Regions from separate parts of the Mus musculus genome. Here region 2 is linked to region 1. A link is a contact called in public HiCAR-type data. All regions are on one chromosome and are shown on one strand. The core of a region is the stretch at or near the end of the contact, and the rest is flanking DNA. Distances in the headings are between cores, read along the strand shown.

The links. HiCAR-type assays count read pairs that join an accessible place to other places.
Region 2: a HiCAR-type map of astrocytes shows a contact between it and region 1, with 2.5 times the contacts expected there. The contact joins the enhancer-like site here to the promoter of Septin11 in region 1. A contact is called at or near these places in 1 of 39 promoter capture datasets (cranial neural crest), 1 of 484 Hi-C or Micro-C datasets (muscle stem cells) and 4 of 115 datasets of contacts at active chromatin or transcription factors (astrocytes, bone marrow-derived macrophages, embryonic forebrain and 1 more).

What each region holds. Positions count from the first base shown.
Region 1 is chr5:93,091,965-93,095,867 of GRCm38.p6, reverse strand. Septin11 (septin 11) reads right to left here and starts at 2,452. Exons shown (of 10, transcript NM_001009818.2): 1 at 2,271-2,452. The coding sequence starts at 2,297.
Region 2 is chr5:92,486,977-92,491,091 of GRCm38.p6, reverse strand. The region is part of intron 1 of Scarb2 (scavenger receptor class B, member 2); the gene reads left to right. Among named protein-coding and RNA genes, the nearest start is that of Scarb2, 17 kb to the left of the region's middle. Within about 2 kb of position 2,446, at least 126 of the 459 cell types and tissues checked have an H3K27ac peak or open chromatin away from gene starts, as enhancers often do. A contact at or near this core is called in astrocytes, muscle stem cells and stem cell-derived neural progenitor cells, where this site is marked.

The DNA of each region.
Region 1 (3,903 bases), core at 1,203-3,702:
AAATGTCAACATTACAGAGGCAGCACAGCCATCTAGGAGCTGGGCTTGGGGACTCTTCTGCATTCACGGGAGTTGTTCTGAGCACACCAATTCCATATTCCAGAGAACAAACTGAAACAGTCTGACCACGCTCTGCAGTCTCCCCAAAGTCTTATCCGACTTCAGAGTCCATTCCTGACCACTCCTACGACTGGGGAACCAGTGTCTTATGTTCAGGTTTTAAGTAATTCCATCTTAATTGCAGTGACGACAGAGAATTTGCATAAAGAAGGGATCTTCTCTGTATCCACATGCCTTCAGAACCTCCCCTCCCCTACTATCTGAACGAAAGGTCCTGCACAAGGAAGGACTCTGTGGTTGTAAGCTCACATATGGCGGGCAGACACGGAGTTGGATATAATTACAGCCACACAGCTAAATCTCAAACTCACATATTGTTCCTATTTAATTGACATAGATGAACTTACTAATTTATTGGAAATGTGCAGCAAATTATTCCGACCACCTCCCCCAGCCCTCAAGAATGCACTGGCGATAGGTGTTACTGGGGGGGGGGGGGGGGGACCACCCCCTACACAGGATAAGTGGGTTCCCAGACACTTGCAGAGGCTTCTAAAACATACATTGTTATTTTAGTTCTTTGAATCTGTGCCCTGAAAAATAAGGCCAAGAGTTAACCTTGATTTCCTTACCATAGTAATAAAGAGGTCAGCCCAGAGACTAAGCAAATCCCCTCAGTAAGGACAGCCTCGCACCAATCAACAAGGGCATAATTTGTGTTTTGAAGAGGAAGCCAAAATTCTTAAGAATGTGTCATTTAACAGAGTTTGAAAGGTCTAAAAAGACCCACACAAACACTTAATGATGACCAGGGAACATTTTCTGATTGTGGGGGGGAAAAGTCTTTCAAAGAACCTCAAACTGCAGCAAAACCATCAAATTGAGGTAATGTTGCAGTGACCCCATGAACTTCCTGCTGGGCTAAGACTCCTCAGGGGGTGCAGAAGGGTGTGTGTGTGTGTGTGTAGAGATGTAAGTGGGGAGAGCCAAGAGACTCAGCATCTGGGGTTTGGCAGCTTTCAACATCTAAGACTTTTCTCTGTATCTGCAAAATGTCAGGCCACCACCTGAAGCTAGCTGCAAAGTTCGAAAGGGAAAATTTAAAAAAAAAAGATGGGGTACTAGCCAGGGAAGGACTCCCCCGGAGTCGCCCCCAGGGCAGACCAGGCAAAAGTGGGCAATGAACGTTGACAAAGAAAACCCGAGAGAAGAGGACTCCGCCTTTCCCACTGGGCTTGGCTCCTTTCAATAAAAAGGAAAGGCGGCCACTGCCGCCACCGCCCCTTCCCTCCTTTTCACCCTAGGCTAGAGAGCAGACCCTAAACTACATCCTCAAAGTCCTACTCGCTCTAGCTGGCTGCCGGAGTTGGAAACCCAGAGCCTACACTCCCAGAGGCACAGCCCGTGGCGCGTACCCCAGCCCAGAGCATCCCCTCTCTGACTTCGGGTGCTGGGACACTTCTCCAGGCACGCACCCTCCCTTCCTCTTCCCGGAGCCCCGTATTCACTACTGCCGCCCCCGGCCTGCCAGCCGCAGAGTATTTCAGGACTTCCACCCACCCCGAAAGGGAGCCCTTTGAAAACTTTGTGTGTGTGTGTGTGTGTGTGTGCCTAGGGCTTTGTCCACATCCTGGGCAGGGCCCGGGTCACCCGGGTGGGCGCCTGAGGGTGTCCGGAATTTCACAATGCACCCGGGGGGGGGGGGAGTAAACCACCACGGAAATCCCACCCCTTTGACCCGCTTCTACGGCCGTGTGACACAGCGCTTCAGCACCCAATTCTCATGCCCGGATCGCCCCCAGGGCGCGAGAGAACCGCGAGGAAACCCTCCTCAGTCAGCGCCTTCCTCCTCTGTCACCAGCTAAGCCTTGTGCGCCGTGAGAGAGAGGTAGCTGGGGAAAGCAGCAGCTCAAGCAATCTCTTCTAAGGGCGCCTCACAGAAGGGTCCTTTTCTTCCCACATCCCCGAAACAGGGGCGCGCCAAAGCGATCTAATGTTGCATCAGGTAGGCTCTGAGCCTGCGGGCTCCCCAAGCTCCCCTCCGCCCCAGACGCGCGCCCAAATTCATGCACACACCCACAGCCCCCAACAGCCACCACCCAGAGCCCCCCTCCTGATCCCCGCAAGTCTCCACCCGCACGCGCCCCGAAGCGGAGACCACCCGGCGCCCCGGGATCAGCACGCTAGAGAAGTGAGGCCCCAGTACTCACACTCGGTCTCCCCACCGCCACGGCCATCGCGACTGTGGCTCTGGCTGCTCTTTACCGACACTGGCTGCTGCTGGTGCTCCGGCTCCCGCTGGCCTCCCCCGCGCCTCCCTCGCGGCTGCGCCCTGCTCGCGCCCGGCTCCCGCGCGCCTCCAGCCGCATCTGCTCGCCCGCGCCGCCCCGCCCGCTTTATTCCAGCAACATGGCCTCCCGCCTGGACTCGACCATTAGCTGCCCCGGGACGGGGGTGCAGAGAGATCCCCAGCCCCAGCCGAGCAGACGAACGCAGCAGGTGAACCGTGATCCTGGTCAGCTGATAAGATGATACGCTTTGAAGTCAGCCACCTTCCTTCCTGTGGCTTTCTTCCGTCCCATTAAAGCGTCCTGTGCCGGGACACTGCCCGACACTCCCCCTGTTGCAACACGTGCTGGGGTCCGCGTAAAAGCCTAGGCGCGGAGGTCCCAACCCCGAGCTGCCACGCGCTGCGCGGAGCCGGCACCTGGGGCTGCTATGGGGTGGGGCAGGGAGGCTAGGGGACCGCAGGGTGCAGAGGTTGTACCTCTGGAAAATTGACCTGGTGACACGCCCCACCCGGAGGAGCCCTCTTAGAAGGTGCGGTGGGTAACTTACTAGGGCCGAGCGCGCCCCACGAGGAAAGAATTGCCGGTCTGCTGGGCCTTCCATCAGAAAGGAGACTAAACCAGCTGCTGGAAGCCGTCGCTGTGGTGTGCGGCCGGGCTGGGGACCGCTTTTCCAGAAAAAGAGGACCTAGTCGTGAACGACCCAACCACCGCTGCTGGGGACAGGGAAATTAATTAATTAATTAAAAAAACTTGAGTGCTCGCTGGAAAAATTAAGCCGTTTGTGAGCTTGCTCCAGAGCTTTTCCCACCGTGTCACACTGGAGAGGTTACTGGTGCGAAGAGGTCAGTGGACGTGATATTGGATCCCGGAGACAGACCGGATGACCCAGGGCCCGGAGGCGTGCAAGCTCAATCCTGGCTGCGGGGTGTGGTGCACAGCGAAGGCGAGAAGCGGGTGACAAGTGGGTGCGACTCACAGCACAGGGAACTGGGAGGGCTCCTCCACCACTAAGAAGGACTTCCCCCCACCCCCACCCCCAGCAGATGTTGGAATAATTACAGTGTCTGAGTGGCAGGCGAAATGGCGGGGTCCTTGTACATACATCTGACATAGGCTTAACAGGGAGAAGTGTAATGCGCTGTGGGTGTCCACGCATGGTAGACCCACGATCACGTGAGGATAGCTACTCACGTGAGTTGAGGAAAGTAGGTGACTTGAAGCGCAGGGGAAGAGGCAAGGGAAGGGCTGTATTTAGCCCACATGAACGCGCCCACGGGGCAGGGGCGTGGGGGGAGAACTAGGGCGGGCATCTGAGAGTCATACCTGAGACTTCAAACATCCAAGTTTCTGGGAACCCACTTTTGGCTACGGGATTCAGATGCTCTCTGTCCAGTCTTTGGCTGAGGGTAAGTGACTAGCACTGGTTCACCAGTAGCTGATCTGATGCTGGGCTGCTCTGGTAGGTGAGTGAGGAGCTAGAAGCTGCCTAGAGTGAATTCCACCCTTGGCGGTGGAACCTAGGGAAGAGTGTGTTGAAAGAGGAAGGCTCTGA
Region 2 (4,115 bases), core at 1,197-3,696, 600 kb after region 1:
GGTGGGCAGCAGTTCCTCCCCATCTGTGGCTTCATGTTAAGAATGTCACAGGGCAGCTGTGGCAGTGACACTGGCTCCTTGTATGTGGCAGAATGAAAGACTTCCTGTGTGAGGCATCCCCAGGGCTTGAACTTAAGGTCGGTCGTGACTTAGCTGGTGGGTTAACGCCACTTTTGCAGAGCAAGCTCTTTGCAGTGCACACCCCGTGCCTTATGTATCTGGCACAAAGCTAGGAGGTTCCATCCACAGGGACCCAGTCTCTGTCCTGTCTTGTGGTATAAGGTTCCAGTGCTTTCTCTGGATACATTAGCATAGCAGGGCTGAGCAGCTATGGGGGCTCTGGGCTTCAGTTTTTCTCGGTCCTTGGATGCCAGTTGATGGAGCTCACCATGACCTCCCACAGTCTCCCTGCTTGCCTTAAGAACTCAAGGTGACTGACCGGGAAGCTCATGGTCCAGGGCATTATGCTTTCTATGTTATGGTTCCTTGAGGGTAGGGATGCTAGCTATAAAACCCAGTTTAATTTACATCCCAAGTGAACAGCAAAGTAATTATCTTAGTATTTGTGCATATGATGTTACCGTTCACTTCCTGCTATCAGTTGTTACCGTCTGGTCATAGCTCTCTGACACCCCCCCCCCTCTTTTTTTTTTTTTTTTTTTTTGGTAATTATTTCCATATAAGTTGCAGATATCACAACACTTTGTCACCAAATCCTTCAGATGCCTCTGTAAAGACTAAATCATTTTCTGGGCTGGAGAAATAGCTCAGAGGATCTGGGTTTGATTCCCAGCATCCACACAGGAGCTCCCAATCATCTGTAACCAGTGCCAGGGAATCCTGAACCCTCTTCTGACCTTGGGTATCAGGCATACATGTAGTGTAACAGATATACACGTAGGCAAAACTCCAATACAAATACTTTTTTTAGAAATTAATATATATGTGTGTATATATATTTAAAAGATTAAATTCTAAAATTTAAAATTTAAAAGATTCATTTTCTATGTAGTTCATGTAATATCTGGGACATAATTATACTTAAGAAACTGTTGTTTCCATGAAAGATGATTGTATTTGCTAAATCTGGTCACTGCAGCAGGCTGTATGGTAAGCAAACCTGGGCTTTGCTACACTGTAGACCAGGGCTTGTCCAGACATGATTTAACATACTGGCTTGCAACTTGCAGAAGTCTGTGCTTTTGTTTCTTTGTCTACAAAATTGGAGTTTTCTTTCCATTGCTCTTTTGGTGTTTGACTTCGATACAAATTGCAAAACTGGAAATTCTTATCTTGTAGGACCTATACTTAAAGCTCAGATACAATGAGGCCTCTAGCACAGCCCCAGAGTCTGGCAGGTACCCAGTAGGCAGCTGGCTGTGCTGGCAGCGTGACTGTTTGTGAGCCGATGCAGGAAAAGATAAAGATAAAGACACACTGCTTTTAGAAATGTCGGCAGTTGCATATACAGCTTCTCTTTGCTCTCTTGTTCCCCCTTAGTCACATGCACAAAACACACATGGATGTACACACACACACACACACACACACACATGCACACATGCACACATACACATACACAGAAACATACAGATACAAACACACAGACGTACATGTACACATACATACACACATGCACAGACACATAGACACACATATTTAGACACACACACACACACACACACACACACACACACACACAAGGCCCAGGGCCTCTTCTGGGATTTACAGAGGGCTCCTTGACTAGCCTAACCTGCAGCTATATGACACAGAACAAACATACAAGAACTTTATAGAAACTGGGGGAGGTTTTGAGACTATGAAAGAGAACAGAACAGTGTATTCAGATGGCGTCGGTTCTAAGTAGTCAGGGCAGAGAGGTGCCATGGGTCAGGCTGACCACAGGGAGAACACCAGGGTGTGCCAGAGTCCGCTACCAACGGTGACGCAGGCAAGCTGTCAAGGACTGTTTCAGTGCTAGCCAGGAGTGTTTTCATTTGCTCTGTTTAAGGAGACGGGGTTTCTAAAGGCTTATTTTTATCCTAAACCTCAGAAAGACAAGTTTAGAGATGCCCGAGAAATCTGGCTTCCACCCTTTCTGGAAGGAGTTCTGCCTTCTTTCTTTCTGGAAAGTCCCCCCACTTTGTATTTTTTATACCTTGGGTTGCCAGAGCTGGCTGAAACCAAGTGGTATAAACCCAGCTGCTTACCCAGCTGTTCAGCTCTCCCTTGCAGGAGGTTCTGGGGGGGGGGGGTTGTAATTTTGTAGATGATCTTTTTAACATATAAGTGAGATCCCAAGTCCTTTCTTCTCTGTACAGAACTTCCCTCCCCCATGCTGGACCATAGCTGGCCTCCAGGTGAGGCCCTCTGCTCACTGGCTGATACGGCCACTCCTAGGCACCCCCACTTCTCCTGACACTGTTCTCTAGCCTTGACCACTCCTCCCAGGGAATGAAACTTAAGCCTAACCCTTGAGACTCCTGCAAACAAAACATCCCTATTAGCTTTTGCCCTTGGCAACAGTCCCTTCTCCATTTACAGTAATGCTTTCAAGTAGCCTCTCCAGACCCAAGCCAGATTTGTGTTGCCCACTCCCAACTCCTCCAACCCTCCAACTTCCAGGAATTGAGTTTAGAGCCTTCCACGTGCTAGGCAAGGTAAATGCTACACTGTTTCGAGAAGTCAACAGCCAACTCAGCTGGTTACATGCTGAAGAGCTGAATTTTCCGGTTTAGTTTGCTGATTTCATCCCTAATGACTTCCGTTATTAGGTGTTTCCTGTGCTGACCACTCCATTCTTTGTTTTGTTTTGTTTTTTTCGAGACAGGGTTTCTGTGTGTAGCCCTGGCTGTCCTGGAACTCACTTTGTAATGACCACTCCATTCTTAAGTGATACCTCTGTGCTGTCCAATGGAAAGTACAGGTTTCTTCCAGTACAGGTTTCCTCGGGGCGTTTGTGGAGAAGAAACAGTTATTGCCCTGCCTTTTTCTAGAAAGTTTTGGACCAGAAAAAGCGATCTCTGGAAGATGAAGTAATTATTATTTCCAGGTTCTCCACTCTCATAATTCCAACACTGGTTTAAAGTAGCTTAAGTTCCTGGTACAGTTTCTAGGCATTGGATGAATAGTTTCTGATAGACTGTCAAAAACCGTATACGAGAGATGTATAGGAAGAGACGTTCTTGTAATTCAAGTGTATACCTAGTCTGCTTTCTTCAGCTTACTGCCCCTCTGCCCTCAGCTAGTTTAGGCTTGAGGTCAGGAAATAAGATAAAGCCAGATCTTAGCCAGGCCTGTAATCCCAGGATTTGTGAAACTAAAGCCAGTCTGGGCTGACTCAAGGCTAACCTGTGTAACTCAGTGTTTCAAAATAACAATAATAATAATTAAAACTTTTATTCAGAGCTGGAGATGTAGCTCAGTGGTTGAGTGCTTACCTAGTTTCCCACAGGGCCCTAAATTCAATTCCCAATACCTAATGGGTGAGAAAAAGAGTCACAAAGCTTTTAAATACCTACTTCTAACATGGACAGAGAGTTCCTGCCTGGAGAGGATGAGCCTTGCCAAGCAGACGCTAGAGCAGGACCTCAGAAGCTGGAGGAGCCAAGGAGTCATGTGATTTGTTTCTGCATTTCTATTCCATCAGTCACATCTCAACCCACTGACTTAGCAAGTTATTAGATAGAAACGACGGCTGGACCTCCGTGCCTTAGAGGAGGTGACACAGATACGCCATTTATGCCTGAGCTAGCCAAGTCACTTGTTCACCTTACTTTGACAAGTAGTAAGTCTCTGCAGGTAGCTCTGTCCACTCTAAGCAGCCGCTTCTCTGACTAAAGCTGACCGCAACATCATTTCCTGGGCATAGACATAATTATTTAGAAGGCAGCTGGACACATGTCTGCTAGCTTAAAAGACACCGGGAGTTTTGGCACCAGGGCCTATGCCTTCCAGGCTAGGAGTTTTGGCAGGTTTACAATGCCAAATATGAATTCTGTCTTGTGGAGCAGGCTTCAAATCTAATCAGAAAGTGGTTGGTTATTCCCCTAACAAGCTTGCCACTATTGCGCCAGTAGGTGAAATTTTGCTTGGCCAGTCAGTGACACTCAGGG